Regions from separate parts of the Mus musculus genome. Here region 2 is linked to region 1. Evidence: chromatin contacts called from public ChIA-PET data. All regions are on one chromosome and are shown on one strand. Each heading gives the region's core, a stretch centred on a gene start, on an enhancer-like site or on the middle of the called end of the contact. The rest is flanking DNA. Distances are from core to core; before and after follow the strand shown. Region 1 overlaps Ston2 (stonin 2). Region 2 holds the start of Sel1l (sel-1 suppressor of lin-12-like (C. elegans)).

The links. ChIA-PET counts read pairs in DNA pulled down with a chosen protein or histone mark.
Region 2: a contact with region 1 is called in an RNA polymerase II ChIA-PET map of effector CD8 T cells, with 19 read pairs. The contact joins the promoter of Sel1l here to the enhancer-like site in region 1. A contact is called at or near these places in 1 of 15 datasets of contacts at CTCF or cohesin (CD8 T cells), 1 of 484 Hi-C or Micro-C datasets (memory CD8 T cells), 4 of 115 datasets of contacts at active chromatin or transcription factors (double positive thymocytes, effector CD8 T cells, intestinal villus epithelium and 1 more) and 1 of 9 other capture datasets (adipose tissue).

The regions. Positions count from the first base shown.
Region 1 is chr12:91,764,011-91,768,223 of GRCm38.p6, reverse strand. The region is part of intron 1 of Ston2 (stonin 2); the gene reads left to right. Among named protein-coding and RNA genes, the nearest start is that of Gm34718, 9.3 kb to the right of the region's middle. Within about 2 kb of position 1,628, at least 203 of the 459 cell types and tissues checked have an H3K27ac peak or open chromatin away from gene starts, as enhancers often do. A contact at or near this core is called in CD8 T cells, adipose tissue, effector CD8 T cells and 1 more, where this site is marked.
Region 2 is chr12:91,847,230-91,851,359 of GRCm38.p6, reverse strand. Sel1l (sel-1 suppressor of lin-12-like (C. elegans)) reads left to right here and starts at 2,203. Exons shown (of 21, transcript NM_001039089.1): 1 at 2,203-2,401. The coding sequence starts at 2,329.

The DNA.
Region 1 (4,213 bases), core at 379-2,878:
AGAAAAAGAGAAGCCAAGGACGGGTGATTTGCCTTGGGCTTCTGGGAAGAATGCTGCTCCCTCCTGCTCTCCACTTATGGGCGTTCGTGTGTGTGTGTGTGTGTGTGTGTGTGTGTGACTGTGAATGTATGTGTGTCTCTCTGTGTGTCTGTGTGTGCATGTGTGTGTGTCTGTCTCTGTGTGTTTGTGTGTCTCTGTGAGTGTATGTGTGTGTGCACAGGCCCACTTGCCCCCATACTCACATGCATGTGTGCACGTATGATCACCCATGTAGGCACGTGTGGAGACCAGAAGCGGGGATTAGAATTGCTTTCCCTTACTCTTTGAACTATTTTTATTAATTTCGTTGAGAACGTCATACAATTTATTTTGAACCTATTCACTCCCTCTCCACCCTCATCCCTTTGCACCCAACTGTGAGGACTCCTCCTCCTCCTCCTCCTCCTTGCCCCCATCAAGTCTTGTCTTGATGTCTGACTAGTCTTATCCACCTTATTTTGTGAGGCAGGGTCTCGAATTGAATCTGAAGTTTGCTATCTTAGGCAGAAAAGCTGGCTAGAGAACCTCCGGGCTCTCCCGGCCCTGCCCCTCAGCACTGGAGCCACAAGTGTGTGCTGCTCTGTCTTGGGTGTTTTATATCGATGCTGGGGACACAGATTACTTAGCCACTAAGCCATGTCCTCAGGCCCCCTATTCTGTCATCCTGAATGGAAAAGCATCTTGGACTTCAGGAGGGTGAGTCGTTCGTTGGCCAAGTTTGGATGCGGAGCTCGAAAGGCTGTTAGACATTGACATGAGCTGGTCACTGGGTGGAATCCATAGAGAATTTGAATCTGGAGGCATGTATATGAGGGTCTTAGGTTTGGTGATGGGACCTGGGGGGCGAATGAGAACGGCTCCTCACTCCCTGAGGCTCATGTGTTCGGATGCTTAGTTACCAGAGAGTGGAACTGTTTGGGAAGAATTCGGAGGTATGGCCGTGCTGGGGTAGGTGTGGCCTTGTTGGAGGAAGTATGTCACTGGGGGTGGGCTTTGAGGTTTCAAAAGCCCACACCAATCTCAGTCTCTCCCTCTTAGCCTGCTGCCTGTGGATACGGATGTAGCTCTCAGCTACTGCTCCAGTGCCATGCTTGCCTGCCTGCCACCACCGATCCTCCTGCTATGATGATAATAGACTGACATTCTGAAATTGTAAGGGAGCCCCAAGTTAAATGCTTTCTCCTATAAGTTGCCTTGGTCATGGTGTCTCTTCAGAGCATTAGCACCAGCACAGGACCTAATTCTGGGTGAAAGTGAAAGTAATCCAGTAGCGAGTTCTGTGTGTGAACCAGGGTCACCGGAGTTCTGGCTTTTAGAAGACTCAGTCCGGCTCTCCGACTCCACTTTGTTCTTTCCCTCCCCTTTACAATAGAAGAAACGGACTTCTTGGAGACTGGCATTGTCCTGCCTTGTTTATATCATTCTAACCATCTAGTGAGGGGGCTCACCCATAGTCTTGAAAAATCAGTGAACCAGCATCGGCTACCATTTGTTCTCCCAGCAGCCTCGTGTCCTTGGGGAAGTCACCCAGCCTCTAAGACTGAGTCTCTGTCCCTGTCAGCTGGTAACTGGTAGTAACAGCCTGTCCCTGAGGCAGGAGGGGGGAGGGCTCTGCGAGTGCTGCACTAATGCTCTGAAGTGGTTCCCTCAGCTGTGGCTGTCATCGCTTGTGTCGTGCCATCACATTAGAGAAAGGAACCCTGGCGGTTCACATGCCCTCAGAGCCCTTCCGCTTCTCCACAGACTGAGAACCACAGATGCAGGGCAAGGAGCTAATGCAATGCATTGCTCACACTTGTCACTTGTGACGTTCCTTGGTCACTGAAATGCTACATCCAGTGACCAAGCCTGGCCCGTGGTGCGGCTGTCGCTACACAAATCACAGAGGCAGAGACATTCAGAGAAAAATGCAGGCATTTAAAAAGGGGTTCAGGGGGTGGGTCATCTCTGTCTGTGACACTGACCTCATGCTTGCCCTAAGCCAAGCAGGAAGATCCTCCCTGCCCCCTAACATGCGAGCTCATCTTGTCTTCTGTTGTAAATTCAAATGGTGTGGTTGTTTGAAACCACTTTATTTTGATCTCTAAATAATATTCTGGATCTATTAAAGTTTTTTTTATTATTTGTGTGTGTGTGTGTGGGGGGGTACGCATAGACATGCTCCTCAGTCACCCTTCACCTTGTGGTGTCTGTCGTATTTGAGCCCAGAGCGTACCGATTTGGCTAGTCTAGCTGGCTTGTCCCTCACTGTCCCTATCCAACCCCCCACTCCACTACTTCTCCCTCCTCTGCTGGGTTGCAGGTGGGTTCCACACCCACGCGGCATCCATTGGCACAGGTGCTGGGGATCCAACCTCTGCCCCTTGCTCTTGCCCAGTGAGCTCATTGCCCGCTGAGCCGTCTCCCCAGCCTCTGAGACGTTCACAAGTGGCAACTGCGGCTCTCTAGTCCTGCCTCTCATTCTCCAAGTAGACTTCTGCTGGGTTTGCATTTGTGGTTTACCTGCTTTGAATTTGCGGCTTTTCTGTTTCGCAAGAGTTACTGTCAGTGAGTTGTCTACCCAGAGAAATACTATTCGCGGTGGCAGGACCAAGTATGTGCCATGGCGCGGTGTGCTCCTAAATCGATCCTGGAGTGTTTTGAGAAACAGTTTCCAGATGGATGTGGGTGATGTGAGGGCTGCAAAGAAAACATTAGAAACATCAAAGTAGGAAAGACCTTCCAGGGTGAAGTTTTTCTTTCTGTTTTTCCAGTTTGAGGAAGTGAAGAGGGTAGGCTTAAACGGTGGGAAATTTCCACCAACTTGGGAGAAGAAACAAGCAACAGACTTAATTCTTAGCCACTAAGGTGCTAGCACAGGGGTCACAAGGTCAGAGGATCCTGGCTCATTTGTCTGTGGTGACAGGCTCCTCTGCCCCCACTGGGAACGCCTCCCCTGGAACAATAGCCATGTCCCCAGGAAGTTGAAATGCATGCAAACAGTTATATAAATATAAATCACACTACTCTAGAGTTTAGAAGTATACTGTGGGTGTGCTTGTAGACATTTCCCAGATTATCTTTAGTGGGAAAATGTGTGTGTGTGTGTGTGTGTGTGTGTGTGTGTGTGTGAGTGTAAGTGTGTGTAAGAAAAATGGACAGGAATTTCAAAAATTACTCTTAAAGCAGGAATGAACCAGAGATGCAGGTGAGCAGTGGCCATTGAAACGGAGTCAGTTGCTCACATTTTATGATCTGAGAATTCTCTTATCTCATCGTCAGGACACTTCTAACAGACATGCCCTGAACATAACAGCTTTCAAAAAGGAAGGCATGGTGGTGCATTTTAGATCCCCCACCCCAACCCCCTGAGCCTGATATACTGAAGCCCAGCCAGCCCTGTGGACATGCCAGCTGTGCCAAGCCCACCAGGGTGTCTGGCTTCATCCCTCCTAGCTGTTGGAGAACCCTACACAGCCTTGCTTAGTCAGCACTTGGACTTGGGACGGATCTTGTGTGTGAGTGGTCTGGAACGCAACCTATACTCAAGGATAAGGTCACATCAGGCTGGGGTCACTCAGCTGCAACTTTGAGGCCCCCTGCTGTGTGTGTGTGTGTGTGTGTGTGTGTGTGTGTGTGTGTGTGTATGGCTGGCTGGCTGGCTGGTTTTGGTTGTCTGCCTGTGTCAGGATTCTCAGAAAAGGGAAGCAGATCCTCTGTACATTGCTGAAAATGGAAAGAAGGAATTATCGGCTCAGGGTCAGTGGGAGCCACTATGTCTAGCTTCCCTCTGCGGCTCTGGAATGATTCTGTCTTGTTTTGAACAGCCCGAAGCTGAGTGGAGCCCGACGCACTGTTCTGGGGCTGAGTCTTTAACAGGGAGTCAAGAGGTCCCAGGGGGGTTGGCAGTGGCAGTTTGGGCAGGCTGCCCATAAAGCACCTTAAACCACAGATGATGTCGTGTGGGATGTGTGATTTTTCCTAACTGAAGAGATTCAGAGAGCCCCAACATGTGAGAAAAGTACTAGAACTAGTTCCACGGGGAGGCTTCGAGCCATGCATCTTACCCGTGGTCCGTCAGGGAGAAGTCTTCTGATGCAGAACGTGAGAGTGTAGCTGTAACACAGGCTGTGGTGGCACACGCATGCCTTTAACCCCAGCACTGGGGAGGCAGAGGTAGGCGGATCTCTGTGAG
Region 2 (4,130 bases), core at 954-3,453, 83 kb before region 1:
TCATCCACACCACCACACAGGAGACAACAGTAAGAGCCAGCTCTCCCATGCTCTCACCCTCAGTCTGGCTCACCCAAAATCTTTATTGGAGACACATAGAGATATATAGTTATATATCTATATCTATATCTATCTATATACACATATACAGATATAGATATATCCAGATTGTTAGTAAAGAAACAGCCAACATGACCACTCCATGATAAGGTTAAGGTTTTAGTTGTTTATATAAGCAGGAAAACAGCCAGATGCATCTAGAAGAGTCCAGAACAGAAAGGGAAGCAGGCTGTGTATGGCCTGGCCTAGGAAAGCAGGACAGAGGAAGAGAATCTTGGAGACAGCAAGAGATGGCAGACGGGGAGAATAATAAGGGTTGGGGTGCCTGCAGGAAGAGTAGAGAATAGTGAGCTATAAGGAGGGTGAGTAGCTTCTGGGAGGGAAGGGCCAAGAGACCAATGAGAGAGCTTTGGAATGTACAACAAGTACTTGTGAGCAGAGACTGAGAGCGCCTAGAGGCTGGCATAGGCTTTCCTATACAGCCACAGGTCCAGGTCAATGGAGAGCCGTATGTCACTTCTGCCAGAGGTATGAGAAATGATTCCTTTTGGCAGATGGAAAGCAATTTCACAAGTTTCTGAAGAATGCTGGCTTTTATCAACCCACCAGAAGTCCTCCTGTGGTCCAGCTGGAGCTCATTTCTGAATATTCAGACACCCTGAGATCTAATATTGAGGACCTTAGCTCCATCCTTCAGAACCCAGGTTTTTTAAAAGCAAGCACAGCAGCATGGGCCTGGAATCCCATTACTGTGGCAGAGCAGACATGAGAATCCTTGGGACATCCTAGTTAAACCAGGGTTTGGCTAGATGAATCAACAAGGCCCATGTTGAGACCTTGTCTCAAAAAATAAGGTGGAGAAGGTAGAGATCAATTGAGAACGAACCCTGACATTAACCTCCATCCTATACACCTTTATGCGCATGGTGCACGCACACACACACACTGAGGGGGTGTTGGGGGGCATGGGGGAAACTGTTCCCCATGCCCTCTGATGCAAACGTACAGCAGCTAATTTTTTAACATCTTCCTAAAAATAATGACTGCCAAAAAAGATAGAAAACAAGTGTTCAGAGAAGTCAAGACACTGAGACAGGAAAGACTTTCCCCCCTAACCCCCTGCTGAGTTCTGTATGCAGTGCTGGAAAATAAATCTTAGAAGGATTCAATTTGATTAAGAAGACTGAAAAGCATCAAGATGCTGCCCTGCCACTCAAAGGGATTGTGCGTGCATCGGTACTTACTACATAACTATTGCAATCCCTGAAGTGCCTTGGCTCTCACCTCTGTGGCCACACAAACCATCTAATCCCTTTTCTGGTCAAGGAAAAAGAGAGCATTGCAATATTTCACTAGAGAAGAATGAGGACCAGTGTTTGAAGGGTTTGGGAGAGCTGTTAGAACATTTATTGAGTGGCTAATATATATGGAAGCCTTAGTGAAAACAATCACAGGAGCTGAACTAATCTCCACTGGTAGGAATTTCTTCCCTTTTGTTTTATTAGGGAAATGACAAGCGGCATTGTCTTGTACTGCTGGCTCTGTAAACTTCACGTATTGCTTCACCTAAGCTTTTTTTTTTTAAGACTTAAGTATTTTTTTTAACTAAATATTTAAAATTTTCAGTTCAGGTATAGCTTATTTCTCAGCGTTCATATCATGTCCAGTTCAAGTTCTCAAAATAATTAAAAAGAAATACTTAGCAACCTTGCAAGTTCTTAACCGTTTGATATCTGTTCCTTGATAATTATTCTGGTTCAAACGCAAGAGTCCAGTGAATCATTTTCTTGAAACTCCTTATGCCCTCAGCCACCTGCGGCTTCTAACCTGACTTTATGCTAAACTGCATCTCCCAAGAGCATCGGCCGAGAAAAATCTAGTGCGGTGCATGGTGGGAGTTGTAGTCCTGGATGAGGGTTCCCCCGCCTTCGAGCCGCTGATTCAGGCGCTACCAATTAGCTGGGGCCATGTCGGTGAGGCCGTGGTCCAACCGGGAAAGCTGGTATGACAACTGTACACAATGATTGGCTAAAAGATGACATAGGGGGCGTGACTATGTGTGGGGTGGGGCGATCACGGCCATTGGCCAAGGAGGACGGAGCGGCGGGCGCGGATTGGCTGCGCTCTGGGCCAGGGAGGCCTGGGAAGGGGCGAAGAAGGAACCTGAGCAGGAAGAGCGGCTGCGAGGCGGCGGCACAGAGGCAGCGGCTGAGTTGGTCGCGGCGACGGCGACGGCGACGGCGAGGGCTCTCGACCTTCGAGAGCAGGATGCAGGTCCGCGTCAGGCTGTCGTTGCTGCTGCTCTGCGCGGTGCTCCTGGGCTCGGCAGCCGCGACCTCGGGTCAGTATCGAGCCTCGGGCAGCAGGCCCCGAGCCACCGCCCCCCGACCGCGGTGGAGACAGGGCCACGGGGCTCAGCGGTCTCGGGCACTGCTCGCCCTGACTGTCACTCGCTCTTGCCTTGGGCATCGGTTAGCCTGGGCCGAAGAGGGTGCTTAGGAAACTGGACATAAGGAAGGGCTGGTCACCCTGCCCACACCTCTCCCACGCAGCAAACTTTAGGTGACTTCTGACGAATTAGGAATTGCCCAATTAGGAGGGGATTCCTGACGGCTGGCTTAGACCCTCAGAGATTCCTCTACCTTCACGTAGGTGATGTGTGCACAGGCTCTGGGACACGCTGGGGTTTGCAGTTGACATACCTGGAGCTGTCACTTTTGTGCAGAGCAGGGTTCATCCGGACTAGGATGTTGACAGTGGAGGAATTGCTCAACACCTGATCTGTTAGTCTGGTTTTTAAAAGAAAAAACTCTGATATAATTGTAGTCACTTGTCCCCCGCGTCCTGGGAAAAATGTGACCTCTGCCACGGTGTCCATGGTCTTTGAGTTTGTAGATAGTCATTTTATTTATGGGTTTTGAGACAGACTTAGTTCTTTCAAAATTAATAGAAAATAATGTTGCCCTTTTCTGTAGGTACAAAAAGCCGTGTGCTTTTAAATTGATTTTTCGACTAGCTGACTTACATTACCTCTTTGCAAAGGATTTTCTTTTTTAATGTTTTGATCTGCCTATATCAGAAAACTTACTGTCTTAGAAATGTTTCTCTTAAACGTACTTAGGATGTTTTAGAGTGAATAAACATTGACTCCTGGAAGACTTTGAGATTTTTAATCAGTTTCGCTTAACAAGACAGCTGTTGGGTGGCTTTATACTTTTTTCTGGAACACTGCAAAATGTAAATGTCATCTTTAAAAAAAAACAAAAAAAAACCCGAATTTCCCCAGATGGTTATTTGAATCCCCAGATCCTCCGTTCTAGTTGTAAATGAAAGCCATAATGTCATCCTACTTCTAAAATCGAGTTAGACCAAAATGCTGTCTCCGGTGTGTTTGGAGACACCCTTTCAAATGTGGCAAGCATATGGTAACCACTTTACTGCCAGCATTATGCTTGAGGTTGATCCTGCTTCATTTGAAATGACAGTTTGTGTTGAAGAGCAGTTCTTTAAAGACTACAATACTTGACTCTGGCAGAAATTCTAGCGGGTATTGTTCAAAAGAAGTATGCCGTGGAAGCTGCCCTTGCCTTGGGTAAAGTACCTGATGGGCTGAGTTCCTCTTGGGGTTTTGCTAAGTTTTAGATCTAGAATATACCACATACCCATACATGAACGAGCTCTGTGACTCTTCACACTGAAGCGCGAAGATTCCAGTAATCAAATAGCATAACTTACATCCCTCTGAAATTCCCATCTGCAGAGTTTAAAGGCTGTTCGAACACAACAGTTTTTCCTGCCTCGTCCGTCAGCTCTGTTGCATGTACTTTGAGCTCTGGACAGTAGAGACGCTCTCCGGTTGGTTCTAAGTCTCTTAGCTATTCTACAATACTTAGCACTCAAGTGTTAAATATTAGGGTTGTATGAGTATAAGTGGAGTGCAGAGTTTTAAGAAATGTCTACTCAGAGTTCTGTCACAGCGACAGCCATGCCAAAGCATTTCTCTGGTAGAGGCATAAACTTAGCCCAAGCTACAGTTACAAAACTGCAGGATGTGAGAGAGCGAAGGCCAG